Linked DNA regions of Mus musculus: regions 1, 2 and 4 are each linked to region 3. A link is a contact called in public HiChIP or PLAC-seq and promoter capture Hi-C data. All regions are on one chromosome and are shown on one strand. The core of a region is the stretch at or near the end of the contact, and the rest is flanking DNA. Distances in the headings are between cores, read along the strand shown. Region 1 holds the start of Catsperg1 (cation channel sperm associated auxiliary subunit gamma 1). Region 2 holds the start of 2200002D01Rik (RIKEN cDNA 2200002D01 gene). Region 3 holds the start of Fbl (fibrillarin). Region 4 holds the start of C230062I16Rik (a long non-coding RNA gene).

Region 1 (4,549 bases), core at 724-3,223, 1.0 Mb before region 3:
CGTGGCCAAGAGAGGAGACGAAGCGAGGATTTGAACTACAGCAACACTTGGGGCCTGAACCAGGACCAGGGGCGTGGCCAAGAGAGGAGACGAAGCGAGGATTTGAACTACCGCAACACTCCGGCTTTGAACCAGGACCAGGGGCGTGGCCAAGAGAGGAGGCGAAGCGAGGATTTGAACTACTGCAACACTTGGGGCCTGAACCAGGACCAGGGGCGTGGCCAAGAGAGAAGACTGAGCGAGGATTTGAGCTACTGCAACATCCGGGACCTGAATCAGGACCAGGGGCGTGGTCAAGAGTGGAGAAGAAGCGAGGATCCGAACCATCGCGACACTCGAGGTCTGAGCCAGGATCAGGGGCGTGGCCAAAAGAGGAGACAGAGCGAGGATTTGAACTACTGCAACACTCGGGGCCTGAACCAGGACCTGGGGCGTGGCCAAGAGAGGAGACTGAGCGAGGATTTGAACTATTGCAACACTCGGGGCCTGAACGAGGACCTGGGGCGTGGCCAAGAGAGGAGACTGAGCGAGGATTTGAACTATTGCAACACTCGGGGCCTGAATCAGGACCAGGGGCGTGGCCAAGAGAGGAGACAGAGCAAGGATTGGAACTACTGCAACACTTGGGGCCTGAACCAGTACCAGGGGCGTGGCCAAGAGAGGAGACTGAGCGAGGATTTGAACTACTGCAACACTCGGTGCCTGAATCAGGACCAGGGGCGTAGCCAAGAGAGGAGACTGAGCAAGGATTCGAACTACTGCAACACGTGGGGCCTGAACCAGGACCAGGGACATGGCCAAGAGAAGAAACAGACCGAGGATTTGAACTACTGCAACACTCGGGACCTGAGTCAGGGCCAGGGGCGTGGTCAAGAGAGGAGACGAAGCGAGGATCCGAACCACCGCGACACTCGGGGTCTGAGCCAGGACCAGGGGCGTGGCCAAGAGAGGAGACAGAGTGAGGATTTGAACTACTGCAACACTCAGGGCCTGAACCAGGACCGGGGGCGTGGCCAAGAGAGAAGACAGAGTGAGCATTTGAACTACTGCAACACTTGGAGCCTGAACCAGGACCAGGGTCGTGGCCAAGAGAGAAGGCAGAGTGAAGATCCGCTCTACCGCGACACTCCAGACCGGAGCCAGGACCAGGGGCGTGGCCAGAAGAGAAAGCAGAGCCAGGATCTGATTTCCAGAACGACTCAGACCTTGAGCCAAGGCAAAGAGCCTAGCGAGTTCGGAGGTGTGGGCGAGGATTCACGAAAGGACAAGAAGACTCTAAGCCGGTTCCTGAGCAGGGCAGGAGCGAAAAGAAAGGGGCGTGGCGAAGAGCAGTGTGTGGGCGGGGAACCTTTTGAGGGCGGAGCCAAGTCCCCTGAGGGGCACAGTGGTAAGGAAAACAGGAAGTGCTCTGGCAAGGCAAGAAAAAAAAAGAGGGACTTGGCGAAGAGTAGGTTAGGAGTTCCAAGAACGGGAACAGAAAAGAGCAAAGCCAGGGCAAAGAGAGAGAGAGTAACTAGGAAGCAGGGTGAAAAGAGCCGCAGGGGTAGGGACAGTAGTAAGAGCAGGGGCGGGGCGAGGAGTATTAGTAGGGGAGGGGCGAGGAGTATTAGTAGGGGAGGGGCGAGGAGTATTAGTAGGGGAGGGGCCGGGAGAAAGAGCAGGGGCGGGGCAAGGAGTGTTAGTAGGGGAGGGGCCGAGAGTAGGAGCAGGGGCGGGGCGAGGAGTATTAGTAGGGGAGGGGCCGAGAGTAGGAGCAGGGGCGGGGCGAGGAGTATTAGTAGGGGAGGAGCTGGGAGTAAGGGCGTGGCAAGGCCTAAGAGCAGGGCCCGGGCAGAGAGTAAGGGGCCCCAAAGCCTGATCAAAGGTGGAGCTAGGAAGAAGAGTGGGAAAAGGGGCAGGAACTGAGCGGTTTCCTAGAGATCAGCCTCAGCTAGCCAACTTGCAAGTGGGTGTTAATCCCCACGTTCTCCAGGTTCTAGCTACATGGTGTCCCGGCCAGCCATGTCCCCGGTCAGCCCTGTGTGGCCGAGAAAACCAAACCTTTGGGCATTCTGGGTACTGCGGCTAGTGCTATTGCTGTCGTTGAAGTCGTGGGCGGAAGATACCTTACAGCATTGCACCTGGCTTCTTGTCCTGAACAAGTTCGAGAAGGTAGGCTTGCATCTCTCCAAGGATCGATTTCAAGATCATGAGCCCATCGATACAGTGGCCAAGGTGTTCCAAAAGTTGACAGACTCGCCAATCGATCCGTCAGAGGTGAGGGAAGTGAGATCAAGAGTATCAAAGAGATTTGGGGTCAGTAAATAGAGAGATCTCGAGTCAGTACACCAAGTGACTAGGTATTTCCTCCACCTTTCTTTACAGAACTATTTGAGCTTTCCTTACTACTTGCAAATCAACTTTTCCTGTCCGGGACAGGTAAGAGTTTACAGTATGAGTAGGCTGATTTCTGTAAGTCTCCAGTTTCCCATTTTCAGCAGTGTTTTTTCAATACAGTTTAATAGTAGTCTCCACCAACCCTGAAGGCATTAAAGATTCAGTCTCCCACTAGGTACAAGAACACAATAGGGACAAAAAGTGAGCACAGCACTCCCCCCCCCACGGGGCCCCATTTTAAAATTGAGATGTAGCTCTTATTTTGTTTAGGGGCCTAGGGACAGAATCCAAGGCTTTGTACATGCTACCACTGCTACCTGCTACCACCCTGTTCTCAGCCCCTAAAGGTGTCGTTCTAAAGTATACAGATCAGTACATTTTAGTGTATCTACAGAGTCAGGCAACCGTTTCAGCTCCATTCTGTCATTCCATGACAGAAAAACTGTGACCAAGGCAACTTATAAACCAAAAGTCCATGAGCAGCACAGTAGGGAACCCGGTGGGACCACCATGGCAGGTACTTCCATCCACAAGCAGGAGGCAGAGAAAGCGAACTAGGAATGGTGCAGACCTCAAGGCCTAACACCCCTGGTGACACATCTTCTCCATGAAGGCCATATGTAATCCTATTCAGTCAGACCCACAGCTAAGGACCAAGCATTCAAACATAGGAGCCTGGGGTGTTCAAACAGTACCTCACTTAAGCAATCACACTAACCTCATTATCTTTCTCCGGAACGTTCCTATTATCCTCCAATAAGAACCCTGTGTCTGGGCCGGGCGTGGTGGCGCACGCCTTTAATCCCAGCACTCGGGAGGCAGAGGCAGGCGGATTTCTGAGTTCGAGGCCAGCCTGGTCTACAAAGTGAGTGCCAGGACAGCCAGGGCTATACAGAGAAACCCTGTCTGGAAAAACCAAAAAAAAAAAAAAAAAAAAAAAAGAACCCTGTGTCTAATAGTAGTTATTCTCTCTTTTAAAAAAAAAGCATTCATCTTATTTTTAATAGGTCTATGCATGTGCATGCAGTTGCCTGTGGAGGTCGGAAGAGGGTGATGAATTCCTGGGATTGGAGTTACAAGCTATTGTGGCTTGACATAGATGCTGGCAATCATGCTTTGGTCATCTAGAAGAACAGTTACACACTCTAACCATTGAGTCAGCCATCTCTCTGGCCCCACCCTCTTCCTTTCAGGATATAGGATAGTGTTACTTAACCCGGGCTGGCCTTGAACTCAGAACAGTTCTTGTGCCCCTGTCTCTCAAGTACTGGGATTATAGGTATGAGCCAGCATGCCAACCTTCCTTTGCCTATTTTGGTTGGTTGGTTGGTTGGTTCTTTAGGACAGGGTCTTTCTACAGAGTCCTGGCTATCTTGGAACTCACAGAGATCTGCCTGCCTTTGCCAGGATCAAAGGTGGAATGTGCCATCTCGATTGGCCTTCCTTTGCTCATTTTATTATTTTTTAAAATGATTTATTTCTTTTTATTGAGTGTGCATTGGTGTTTTGCCTGAATGCATGTCTATGGGAGGGTGTCAAGTGTCCTGAACTGTAGTTACAGACAGCTGTGAGCCACCATATGTTTGCTGGGAACTAAACCTGGGTCCTCTGGAAGAGGAGTTGGTGCTCTTAACCTCTAAGTCATCTCTCCAGCCTCCCTTGCTCATTTTAAAATGAAGTTTTGTTTGTTTGTTCGTTTGTTTTTTTACTTTTAATTATTGATTTGTGAAAATTATTATTATTAATTATTAGAGATTTTCTTTATCTTATGTATATGAGCACACTGCAGCTGTCTTCAGAGGCACCCAACGAGGGCTTCAGATCCCATTACAGATGGTTGTGAGCCACCATGTGGTTGCTGGGAATTGACCTTGGGACCTCAGGAAGAAGAGTCAGTGCTCTTAACTGCTGAGCCATCACTCCAGCCTGTGAAAATTATTTATAAATTTTAAATAATAGTTTTAATAATTTCATACAGATGATTTGCAAACATTGTGCCCTATTCTGTAGGTTCTTTCTCTGAAGACAGGGTCTTGCTATGTAGACCGGACTCAAAAAGATCTACCTGTCTCTGCCTCCTTAGTGTTGGGATTCAAGGTGTGTGCCATCACCACCTGATTCTTTTATTAGTGTTTTTGAGGCGGAGTCTCATGAGAGCCAGGCTGACTGACTG
Region 2 (3,997 bases), core at 459-2,958, 1.1 Mb before region 3:
CCTGCTGTTTTGTTTTTTTTTTTTTCCTTGCCTTTACTACTTTGGTTGGTGGAGTGGGTGTTGAGTTTTAGATAGAGTCCACTGCTATTTAAGACAAGCTCTGGCTGTATATTGACTAATGGGCCAGATAGGTCTACCTGAGACCCTGTCTCAAAAAAAGAGGGTGGGTGGGTACTAGAGAGGTGGCTCAGCGATGAAGAGCACTGGCTGCTCTTTCAGAGGACCTGGGTTTGATTTCCAGGACCTACATGGTGGCTCACAAGGGTAACCCTAGCTCCAGGGACCCCTGTACTGCCTTCTGGCTTCAGGCAGCAGGCATGAATAGGTGTGCATACATAGGCAAACATCATTATAGGGAAGAATTTAAACTGTAAAGAGGTAAGGTGCTAGAAGGTGGTTAGGGGTATTTGTTGTTCTAGTGGCTCAAACCCAAGGATGGCTTCCACAGACAGCAGCAGGCCTCCACAAACACACACACACACATTTAAAAATAAAGTTTTTCAGGTAATGGGAAGCACCAAGTATGTGCTGGAATGACACGCGTGGAGCCTGCATGACCAGTGCAGGCATTTCTGCAAATGGACATTAAGCAGGCATCCAAGGTGGCACATGGCCACCTTGATCCTTGAAGTAGCCACCTGTTCCTGCTGAGAGGTGGGCGCTCACTTTTGGAATATACAGGTGGGTGTTTTGTTTTGTGTGCACGTGCCTGGATGTGCACCTGTGGAAGTCCAAAGACGGTGTGCAGGCGTGAGTTCTCTTAGGTGGTTCCGGGTGATTAGATTCACCTCATTAACCTGGCAATTCTACACAATGAGCCACCTCACCAGCCTCCTTATTTTCTTGAGTCAGGTATATTGCTGGGTGGCACAGAACTCACTCTGTAAGGCCAGGCTGGCCTTGAACTCAACTTGCCTCTGCCTCCTGAGTGTTAGAATTAAAGGTGTGTGTCACCAAGCCCAGCACTCTTATGCTGTGTAGCCCAGGCTATGATAGAGTCTTCAATCCCCCTGCCCCAGTCTCCTGAGCAGTGGGCTTACAGTACCTAGCTTAGAACTAATGTTGATGTTCCCGAAAGTCACATGGTGAAGCCATATCCCAAATTGGAGGTCTTATATTCAGACATGGAGAGCCAAGACTAGAAGCAGGAAGCAGACCATCTCTGTACTGGGGCTCTCTCCCTGCCTATGCCTAGCTTCCAGCCCCGAGCCTTGCCGACTATGAGGTAAACTGCTGCTTAAGCACTAATCTGTTATGTTTAACAGCCCAAATTAAGACACCTGCCTTTACCCAAACAACGCAACACATTTCACCACCATGCACTCTGCCAAGCACCAGCCTAGGAATTCAACCCCACCACCCCAGGGTACAACTTTGCTGGTGCTTTTCAGCTGCCGCCAGGGCGCACTAGTCTGGCCACCAAATTCTTCAGACACTACTTATCTCAGCTCGGAGGAGCTGAGAACCAGACCTCGTTGCTCCCAGAATGCACTTTAACTTTGTTCAGTGTACGGAACGGCTTTCCGGAAGCAAGTACCCCCGCAAAGGGACCAACTGATGACTAGTCTCACCCCCTTTCTCCCAGACACCTACAGCCACTTCTAACCCCACTTCCCACTTAGGAAAGTCTGGGTGGAGCCGGGAGCGCCAGTGCAGTGAGTCAGGGCCAGGGAGCTGAGGGACAAAGGTCCGGAGGGTGAGGCTTCGCGGAATTCCTGAGATGGGCAGGTCGTGCAGTCCCACCCCCTGCCCTAGGCTCTGCCTAAAGTTTCCGGCCATCCAGACTGGTCACCGCCATGGAGTTTGACTTGGCCGCAGGTAAGTTCCCCGGGGAGTGGTGGATTTGCTGTGTAAGGGGCCAGACTCAGAGCCTGGGAATACTGAAGGGAAGCTACGTCGCCTACATAACCATGTAACTCCCCTCTCCTCCGCAGCCCTGGGCCCTGGTTCTAAGAAGCCAGAGGGGGCAGGCCATGTGGGAGACCCCAAACACTGTCCTCTTAAAGCGCCGGGCGGGCCAGAGGCAGGCGCTGCTCACAAGCCGAGGGTAAGTCACTTCATCACCGGCACCGAGTCCCGAGGGCCCGAGATGAGAACTGGCTTCCGTCCTTGGTCCTCGGCCACACATCAGCCTTCCAGTTTGGGTTGGAAGCTGCTCGAGTGGGTCCCTGTCCTCACTGTAACCACTCCCTCCCCAACCCCCATCTAGCGTGTCTCTGGCAGCTCCTCCGACTCCAGCAGCAGTAGCAGCTCCAGCGACTCAGAGGCAGAGGGGAAGGTAAGAGACGGTCCCTCTCCCAGTGTGTCCTCTCGCACCTCAGACCCAGGCCCCGCTGCGGTCAGGGTCACGTTAGGCTCCTTGCCGAGGTGAGTGGGGCGGGTCCAGTACAGCTTTCAACCGGGCCACCTCCTCTCCTACCCACCGTCCTTGGCTCTCCAGGAGTATGCCGCTGGCTGCAAGAAGCATGAACGCTCCTCAGACAAGGCCAAGAAACCCAAGGTGAAGAAGGAGAAGATGGAGAAGAAGGAGAAGAAGGAGAAGAAGGAGAAGGAGAAGAAGGAGAAGAAGGCCCCCCATTGACTTATTAAACTTGCAGCCCTTTCCGCTCCCCAGCGCCCTCTGCCGGTCAGAAGTGGAGGCTGCGCCGAGCCCATCAGGTTTATTGTTGCGGGTGTGCAGTAGGCGACATGAGCACCTTGGCTAGGAAGGAGGGCGCGGGCCTGGAGGGCGGGAGCCCTGGTCAAGCGAGATGAGTGTGGGAGCTGGAGGCCAGGCCGCAGCTCACCGTACAAGGTGGAAGGTGAGCCAGTACATGAGTACCGGCTGCGCAGCTGCCACTGCCATAGTCAGGTACATGCGCAGCTGGTTCCGCGCCCCACGCACTGGCACTCCTTCGGCCGCTGCCTGGGCCAGGATCTTGAGCCGCAGTGTCCGGATCTGGGTGGTAAGGGTAAAGTGGGGGTCCCGTAAGTGCCAGGCAGCTCGGGATGAGTCCCTGCCCCTCTGTGGCCTCCAGTTTGTGTTCCTAGAAGGGTCTTTTGAATAGCTACCTCCCCCAAGCCCTGTGAGCAAACCTTTGCAGAGGCAAAGGCCAGAAGAGAGGCTAAGAATTGTAGATCCCGGCCTGAAGAGCATGGCCTAGCTGCTTCCACCTACTGGGAGACAGTTGCCTTCACGCAACGCAGATCCTCACAGACACTAGCCCAGTGCCCTACCACAGAGTAACACTCCCAAAACACGCCAGCTCCAGAAGACAAACTAGAAGAGCTATTTCCTTTTTGGTTTGGCTCAGATGCCTTCCTCCCCCTCCTTCTCCCCCTCCCGCGCTCTTTCTCTCTGGGAGGCAGGATCTTGACATGTAGACCAAGGTGGCCTCGAGTTCCTGGTGATGGATCTACTTGAGCCCTGGTATGCACGTCAGCGCAGCCTGCAGGAGCTTGGTAGCGAGCGCCCTTCACCTGCTTAGCCACCTCACTGTTCCCGATGTTTCTTTGGGGGTGTGTGTGTGTGTGTGTACCTATATTTGTGGGAGTTAGAGGACCCTTTACCAAGTAGGCTAGGCTGGTACCAATGAGCCCCACATTCCTAGCTCTGAGATTATAAGAATAGATCTACTTTGGGCTCTTTTTTTTTTTAATGTGGGGTCCAAGGATTGAAGTCAGGTCTTCCTTACTGATGGAGCCATCTCCCAGCTCCCTTAAAGTAACATGATGACAAGGCTTATGCTTGTGGACCAGGGCCCGTGTTACCCTCTGCTTCCCCCTCATGCTCGGTCTAAATCCTCCCAAGACTCCGGTGCAGTCACCAGGCATCCCATTTTACAAAAGAAACTGAGGCTTAAGTAGAGGAGGTGATTCACTCCGAGTACACGGCAGTCCAAACATGGCCCCTAGTCAGTATTTTACCACAGCTGGAGGGACTCAGGGGCATATTGGCAGAAAGCCCAGCATACAGAGACAGAAGTAAGAGTGAGAGCCCAAGCAGAGCCTGTGTACT
Region 3 (4,104 bases), core at 543-3,042:
TACTCAAGACCCTAAAGTAGCAAAGGTCTATGGGAATGATAGAAAAATCAAGGAACTGTATACACAAGAGTACTGAGGAGAAGAGCCACTAGCTCCAACCCTGGGCCTGACAGAACAGAGATCTGGCAAGCTGTTGGCATCCTCATGGCGACCGGTAGATAGCAGGGTCAACTCAGACACATAATACTCAATGTGTTATCAGGATCCATTTCTGGTCCTGGGGTTTTGAGGAAAATGAACCGAAAGGACTCACTACTCAACAAGACTTTTATGTTCACACACAGTCTGCTGTTTTAGAATCTGCTTTTCTCTACAAGTCTCCCCACCTCCAAACTAGCAACTCCAGCAACTGCTGCAATCACATGCCTGCAACCCAGCCACTTGGGAAGCCGAGTCTGAGGCTAGCCTAGGCTATTACAATAAGATGCCATTTCAATACACAAACATGAAAATAAAGGACCTTGTTGAGAATCGTCCACCATACTTTGTAGCACACCTCTGTTTAAAACAATCTCCCCCAAAGCTGCTTCGTATTCAAGACACAAACTGTCACAGAAGATTCGACTGTTCAACAATTCTCATTCTATCGTGTGATGGAGAAAGGTTGAGGGGAAAGCACAAATCACAGGATGCCAGGAGAACATCCAGACTAGCAATCCCTCCACCTTACTTCCCCAGACATCCAGAACAGAGCCCCAGATAGATATTCAACATGTCTGGGAGGGAGAGATGGGTCACTATCGCCTGCAGTGACTTACTCTCCATCTGTCCACAGGAACATGTGTGTCCACGCCAGACAAAAACCTGCAGTGGTGAAAACTGATCCTTCGGCAACAGGAAAAGCTCATGCTATCACGACTAATGTAGAACAGACTGGTGTTACAAACTCATTATCTAACTGTCTCCGCTTTCCGAGTGCTAGGATTGACAGCCCAGAGTAACCTATCACCAAGAAAACCACTTATCCATTAAGAACTCAAGAGAGAAACGAGAACTTTCTATTGTCAAAGCCAGAACTCTCGCCATCATCCACCATACAGTGGGCTCATCAGAAAAAAACGCGGGAAATAGGTGAGATGGATACATTTGTCAGGCCAGCCGTGGTGGCGCACGCCTTTAATCCCCGTACTCTGGAGGTAAAGGCTGGTGGATCTCGGCCAGCTAGGATCACGTGACAAGACGCTCTCAAAATCCAAACCTAAACCAACCCCTCTCAATTCCAATCACCTACCCCGCTAATAGCCGGGCTAGTAAAGTCGCTCTCACTACAGAGCAGGGACTCCCAGGTCCCCAGAGCCTCTACTCCTACAAGCCTTGGGTCCCGCCCCTCCCGGAAGCGCGGCGAGCGCCAGCCTGTGCACGCGAGCGCCGCACACCACGGAGCCGGAGATCCTCATTTACCCGGGGGGAAGCTGGGTTGGGGACCAAGGTATCGTTGACAGGGAGTGACAGTGGGTGACGGCGGCAACAGGGAAGGCTTGGGGTGGAGACAGGGGCCCTTTCATCTGCGACCCAAGTCGGATCCCCTAAAGCAATGCTCGGAGATCCAAGCCCCAACTCTGGGTCAGGGTCTGGAGGGCCGCACCGGCCGCTCTGAGGCGGCAAGCTTGTAGGCCGGCCGGTGAGCCGAGCTCACGGCCACATCCCCCGGCCCCGAGCGGCCGCGGTCCCCGCCCGCCGCGCCTAGAGCCCCCGACTCCTGCCCGCACCGTGGTCCTTACCTGGCTTCATTACTGCGTTCTGGTCGCGCGATTCAGGCAACCTGCGGCGTCCCCGACTCCACGAGTCTCAGGCTTTCGCACGTGGAAAGGAGCGCCTGCGCGCGGTGACGCACGGCGAGTGACGGAAGCGCGTAACCACGCCCCTTAGACGCGCGTCCCGTCTCCCGGAAGTCGGAGTCGGCCCCTTGGGTGGGAGTTCTGAATCCTTTTCCGGCTCTGTCGTGTCTCTACGCTCCTCACTTTTTCCTAGAGTGGCAAATTTTATCACAAGTGCGCTGCGACTTTTCCTCTCACTTATGCTAGCACTCCAGGAATCAGGGGTTATACCGATTTTTAAAAATTTATTATTTTTCAAAGACTTTAAATTTTTAAAATTTTATCCTTAGAAGTGTTTAGCTTGCATATTCGTCTGTCTGTGCACCACGCATACGCCATGGAAGTCAGGAGAAGGCGTCAGATCCCCTGGAACTAGAGTTACCGGCAATTAATTGTGAGCCGCCAAATAGGTGCTGAGACCCGAACCTGAGTCTTCATCAAGAGCATTATGTTCTCTTCACAGCTGAGCTATCTCTCCAGCACAGCCTTATGTTTCTGTTTGTTGTTGAGGTTTGTATTTTATGACAGGGTTTTGCAGTGGGGTCCAGGCTGAGCTGGAACTCGGGATCTCCTATGGTACACTTCGCTTTTCTATTTCTCCTTCCTTTTCCTTTTCCGCTCAAAGAGCTCCCTCCTTTACAGCGAAGAACAGGCATCTCACTGCTTCTGCTCTCTACCCCTGGCCTCTTACTGGAAATCTTCACTCACCCAAATGTTGTCGCAGCTGCTCCCAGGCCACTGCTGGTTTGCAGTTGTTTCTGCCTCTGTTCCTCCTCTTCAGGTCATGAATTCAGCCCACCCTACTGATAAAGATCACATCAGTCGAGCAACAACTGTTGCAGAAGGCCCAGTGTTAATGTTGCACCACCAGGAGGCAGCACAGGAGCGACCGGTCTCCAGAAGAAGCGTCCTAATAGCCAGAACTTACAGCCTTCCGTGCAACTGAAAGATCATTTGCACTAACCGCTGACTTTTTGTTGGGTTACCAGGGGAAATGGTTTCCCTCTGGCCTTGGTGAAGTGGCTGCCAAGGATTATAGAGGCTTCTGATGGCAAAAAGTCCATGTTAAACTCTTGGGGATAGTCAGGGCCAGGATAGTGCCTCCTAGAGCAGGAGTTGTCTTTTAGCATTAAGTGGTGGTCCATGCAGTATAGCTTCCTGGAGGTGTCTGTGGAGCATTCAAGAGCTGCCAGGCTGCCATGACAGTAGACCAGCTGGCTGCCAAGAGGGGTTTGCTTGGATGGTAGTCATTCAAGGCAGCCAAGTGCCAGGGAAGGGCTGGATGGTTGCCAGGGTGACAAATCACCCTAGCATCCAGCACTGGTTTTTGTTTTGTTTTAGACAAAATAAGCATTAAAGGGGATTCTTACAAGCCTGTAAGACACTGAAATGTTTTAGTGCTTACACATTGTGTGTGTATGTGTTCACGAGTGTGTGTGTGCCCACACACATGCAGGTATGCAGAGAATGGAGGAGGATGTACGGTGTTCTGCTCTATCACCCTCTCTCTTATTCTCTTGATTTAGGATCCTCACTGAACCCGGAGCTAGGCTGGTGGCCAGAAAGTCCCCTGTCTCACCACTACCACCCCAGCCCTGGTGTTACAGACACACAGGTGACCACTTCAATTTTTTAAGACAGGCATTAGGATTTGAACTCAAGTCCTCATGCTTGCTCAGCGCAAGATTTCTTACTTGCTGAGATACCTCCCAAGCTCCTAGGATTTCTTAAAAAATTAATTTAAATTCTTTCTTTCATTCTTTTTTTTTTGTTTGTTTGTTTGTTTGTTTGAGACAGGGTTTCTCTGTGTATCCCTGGCTGTCCTGGAACTCACTCTGTAGACCAGGCTGGCCCCAAACTCAGAAATCCGCCTGCCTCTGCCTCTCAAGTGCTGAGATAAAAGGCGTGCACCACCACTGCCTGGCTATTTTTATTATTATTATTATTTATTTAAAAAGTTCAATAAGGTCTGAACTTGGCAAGTACTATGTAAGAGTCAGCTAGGAAGTACTAGTTGTGAAGGTATGAGAGGGGTCGTGGAGAGCAGCTGAGATTTGGTAACATATGGCGGTGTTAGAGTCCCTGTGGAGAGGTCACTCGTGAAGGTGTGGCCTCAATTACAAAGGAGGTCCCAGGTTACTGCAGATGCCAAGACTGCTGAATGTCCACCAAGAACAGCGGCAGGTGTGATGTGGAACCAGGTTAAACCTGAGACAAGCTGTGTGCTGAGGACTGCAGAGTTGGAGAAGCTGGACTACCCAGGCTTTTGGGTGCTGGTGGGACTGAT
Region 4 (4,004 bases), core at 328-2,827, 1.8 Mb before region 3:
CCGTGATGTGACTATAATTTGCTCGTTATCCTTTATGTGCCTTTACGAACGTGGGTGCACATGTGATGGCTGAGATAATGAATGAATGCATTAATGAAAAACTCTGTGGGTGGAAGTTAGGCGGGTAGGATTGTGTGGAGATGTGTGAAGACCGCGTTTGAACGAGTGCTACCTTTAGCCGTTTATAATAATTGAAAATATTTTTATATGAAGCATCAGTATCTCCAGGACTTGACTATTTTCCTGTATTGACAAACTGTCTTGTGTACATGACAGGCGAAATTCATTTGCCTTGCAGCCCAACTCCATTTCCCAAATAGCAAGATACAGAAAAGCCCAAAGACTAAAAATTATTTATTTCTCCTAGTCAGTCATGCAGCTCCTGACAAATTGACTTCTTTACACTCGTGAGCATGAACGCGTACATTTATGTGCTCATATAAAGAGCATGGCCTCTTAAAAGAGCAGTAACGGGCTGGAGAAATGGCTCAGTGGTTAAGAGCACCGGCTGCTCTTCCAGAGGTCCTGAGTTCAATTCCCAGCAACCACATGGTGGCTCATAACCATCTCTAATAGGATCTGATGCCCTCTTCTGGTGTGTCTGAAGATGGCTACAGTGTACTCACATAAAATAAACAAATCTAAAAAAAAGAAAAAAAAAGAGCAGTAACATCATATATACAGTTCTGTAACTTACGGCTCTTATTTAACCATTGATGTTGTTAACATATTGACATCAACAATTACACATTTCAAGTGTATACCATTTAAACACACACACACAACACACACACACACATATATATATCCTGATTAATTTCTGTTTTCAACCTCTTGAAGTTATAAACCAAGTTCATGCAGAACTGTTTGGCAATGCTGTAATGTACCCCATTTCCTCCCTCATACCTCCTCTTGTTTCCTCCCTCTCTTCGGGTGGCTTTTAGAAGTGGAGTTGATATGTTAACAAGCATATCCTTATTAAAATCTTCCAAAATCTAAATAATTATACCCAATGTAAAGTTCTAACATCCTACAATATTACTGAAATAATCAATGCATCAGTATTTCAGTAATATTGGAATAGAGATATACCCTGGATAGCAATGAATACTGTAAGTAACAGAATCTTTACCTTCATAGTTATAAAATAAAATTTAGGTTGCAATGAGAGACCAAACCTTTTGGGTTCAGACTCCGTCTCCTCTTAGAGAACCTGACCTAAGGTGGAACTTAAAGTTAGCTAACAGGCCAATAGCTAGCATCAGTTTCCAGGCTACACCCCAACAAGACCTGTGCCTACCAGTTTCCAGGTTACCCCCCAACAAAACCTGCTTCTGGCACCAGATCTGCACCTCCAGGTTACAAGCCTGACCCTGACACTTCCCTTCCTAACAACCAACATAAGGAGGAAAGCAGGAGTTAAGTTTATGGTTTGGCTTAAATTTATATTAAAGGCCATAATGAATCCCCAATCAGGTGTGCACCAGGCTAGATACCTTCTTCTTGCCTCTATAAATGCTTGCCTGAAACTGAACTCAGGGCACCGTGTTTCTGCTGTGTCAGGGTTGGCAGGGAGCCCATGAGACCCTAATGTGACTGCATTGGATGGGGCTCCTTGGTGGTCTTTTTGGGGTTCATGAAGGTTTCATGGCACAACAGCAGTACTCGTTAGCAAGATCAATCATTTAAGTAAAGATCTCTTTTGTGATTTGTTTCCTAAGGTGGTGCTCTGTTTTCAGCTCTCATTTTCAGAGTTCTTCCTGCGCTGAGGAGCCTTTTATAAACTCAATATTTATTGAATGTTGGACATATATCAGTCAATTGTTGGTGTGTGGGATATAGCAGCGAACAAAAGAAGCAGTGACCCCCCCCCCTCTCATGATGCTTACATTGCCGAGGACCAGATAATAAACAAAGTAAGTAAATATGAACCATATCAGATGCTGAAAAATACTTAGAAAAAAAAAAGTCAAAATAGGAGGCTATTTAGAATTAGAGATGGGAAGTAGAGTCTAGATGGAGGGCCAGGGAGGACAGAAAAGGAGCGGTAGATGACAGGAGGAACACAGCGAGGTTCAAGTACAACGGAGAAAGGGTTATTCCATACAGGGAACATGCAGTTGTCAAGGTTTTGATGTTTTCATGCTTGCTCTGATGAACACACTGGCAGTGGCTGAAACAGCCAAGGAGGGGGAAGGCCAGGGGTGGCTGGGTGGGGGGAGAGCAGAGGAAGTTGGGCTTCGTAGACCGCAGTACCTTGAGTGAGATGGGAGGTATTTTGAGCATGTGGATAATAATCTATCTGCTCAATGGCAGCTTTTGCTGCTCTGGTGACAGCTGGAAAAGGAGTGAAGAAGGGTCAGGGGTGGGGTGAGGGAGGGGGCAGAAAGACCAATTAGGAAGTTTTTTTTTGTTTTTTTGTTTTTGTAAGATTTATTTATTATATAAGTACACTGTAGCTGTCTTCAGACACACCAGAAGAGGGCATCTGATCTCTTTATGGGTGGTTGTGAGCCACCATGTGGTTGCTGGGATTTGAACTCAGGACCTTGGAAAGAGCAGTCAGTGTTTTAATCGCTGAGCCATCTCTCCAGCCCCAGGAAGATCTTAGAATAGTCCAGGGGAAATATGTTGGAGATCAGGACCAGCAGTAGTAACAGGCAGTACACTCAATACAGCATAAAACAGAGCTGTGGCGGTAGGTGGCTGCAAGAGCAGAGCCACCATGTGACTGTAACAAGATGGCACAGTGTTTATTCATAGACTGCAAATGTAAGTTAAGAATTCAATTCTTTTTTTTTTGGTTGCTTTGTTTGTTATTTGAGACAGGTTTTCCCTGTGTAGCTCTTGCTGTCCGGGAACTTGCTTTGTAGACCAGGCTGGACATGAACTCAGAGATCTGCCTGCCTCTGCCTCCCAAGTGCTGGGATTAAAGGCATGCACCACCACTGTCTGGCTAAGAACTCAGTTCTTGAGAATGGAGGGGGATCTTACTTGAGGAGAAAATGAGATTCTGGTTTGGGATATAGTATGTGCAGTGTGATACATTCGTTCAAATTGAAATGTCACATTGGCAGTTGTATATACAAGTGTGATGTGCAGGAGACCTGGGATGGGGAATTACCATTACAAATGATCCTGAAAACAGAAGAGTGAATGAGAACACCTAAGACAGAAAAGGTAGAGGTGAAAGACCCACTGGGGGTCACTCTAACATGACATCTGACAGGTAGTGGAGAATCAGTAAAAATGATTGACAGAGACTAGCTAGAACAGTCAGAGGGAACTAGGTCAATGTGTTACCCTCAACACGAGGAACAAGTCTATTTTAATGAAAACAGTGTCAATATCCAGAGAGGGTTCTGAAGACTGAGAAAGATGATGCACTGAATTTAGTAACATAAAATTCACTGGTGTCTCAGGAAGCAAGTTCTGTGGATTATGGAGCCAAGGAGAAGAACAGAAGAAAACCTGAAGAGATCAAATTTAGACAGCTCTTAATAAATCCACCCCCACCCAATACATACACACCAAAAGGGTAAATATGATCAAAATATACTGGATGAAATTCTCAGAGAACTCAGCAGAAATGAGGGAGATAAATGTATGTCCTTACGTAGTCAGAGTACATAGGATCAGAGGGCAGAGTATGCCTTAGCTTGGGAGATGATCATGCTGGTAGGAGAGGAGGGGAAGGAGGAGGGGGGAGAAGAGGAGGAGGAAGAGAAATTAATGGGGCAAGGCACAGGTAGCAGAGTGGCTGTGCTGGTGGGAGCTTATAAACTCTCATGGTGACTAGACTGCAGGAGGCCCAGCCTGTCTCAGCCAAGAGACTGGAAAGAGGTCTTAGGGTGTTGAAGAGAAAGAAAAACAAAACAAATATAAAACCACATCAGCACTTGAAGCAAGCAGGAATAATGTGAAAGAGAGGCAAGGAGACCTTCAGTTAAAATGAATTGATATTTTTATTGTGGGTTTTTGAAAAAGCTTTATCTTGTAGGTGG

What was found. HiChIP or PLAC-seq counts read pairs in DNA pulled down with a chosen protein or histone mark. Capture Hi-C pulls out chosen DNA fragments and counts their contacts.
Region 1: a contact with region 3 is called in a promoter capture Hi-C map of liver, with 2.8 times the contacts expected there. The contact joins the promoter of Catsperg1 here to the promoter of Fbl in region 3. A contact is called at or near these places in 1 of 39 promoter capture datasets (liver) and 1 of 9 other capture datasets (liver).
Region 2: a contact with region 3 is called in an H3K27ac HiChIP or PLAC-seq map of large pre-B cells, with 4 times the contacts expected there. The contact joins the promoter of 2200002D01Rik here to the promoter of Fbl in region 3. A contact is called at or near these places in 1 of 39 promoter capture datasets (liver), 1 of 484 Hi-C or Micro-C datasets (CD4 T cells) and 1 of 115 datasets of contacts at active chromatin or transcription factors (large pre-B cells).
Region 4: a promoter capture Hi-C map of adipose tissue shows a contact between it and region 3, with 3 times the contacts expected there. The contact joins the promoter of C230062I16Rik here to the promoter of Fbl in region 3. A contact is called at or near these places in 2 of 39 promoter capture datasets (both in liver) and 2 of 9 other capture datasets (adipose tissue and liver).

Annotation. Positions count from the first base shown.
Region 1 is chr7:29,208,349-29,212,897 of GRCm38.p6, reverse strand. Catsperg1 (cation channel sperm associated auxiliary subunit gamma 1) reads left to right here and starts at 1,973. Exons shown (of 28, transcript NM_001368407.1): 1 at 1,973-2,256; 2 at 2,365-2,418. The coding sequence starts at 1,984.
Region 2 is chr7:29,246,178-29,250,174 of GRCm38.p6, reverse strand. 2200002D01Rik (RIKEN cDNA 2200002D01 gene) reads left to right here and starts at 1,708. Exons shown (of 4, transcript NM_028179.1): 1 at 1,708-1,818; 2 at 1,935-2,047; 3 at 2,210-2,278; 4 at 2,441-2,654. The coding sequence starts at 1,797. The coding sequence ends at 2,581. Yif1b (Yip1 interacting factor homolog B (S. cerevisiae)) reads right to left here. Exons shown (of 8, transcript NM_001110201.1): 8 at 2,643-2,938. The coding sequence ends at 2,783.
Region 3 is chr7:28,167,436-28,171,539 of GRCm38.p6, reverse strand. It overlaps Fbl (fibrillarin), which reads right to left and starts at 1,792. Exons shown (of 9, transcript NM_007991.3): 1 at 1,722-1,792. The coding sequence starts at 1,731. Gm31024 (a long non-coding RNA gene) reads left to right here and starts at 2,678. Exons shown (of 2, transcript XR_001778069.2): 1 at 2,678-3,432; 2 at 3,615-4,104.
Region 4 is chr7:29,949,626-29,953,629 of GRCm38.p6, reverse strand. C230062I16Rik (a long non-coding RNA gene) reads right to left here and starts at 1,577. Exons shown (of 4, transcript XR_003946630.1): 1 at 1-1,577. It overlaps Zfp74 (zinc finger protein 74), which reads left to right. Exons shown (of 6, transcript NM_178384.4): 2 at 1,740-1,916.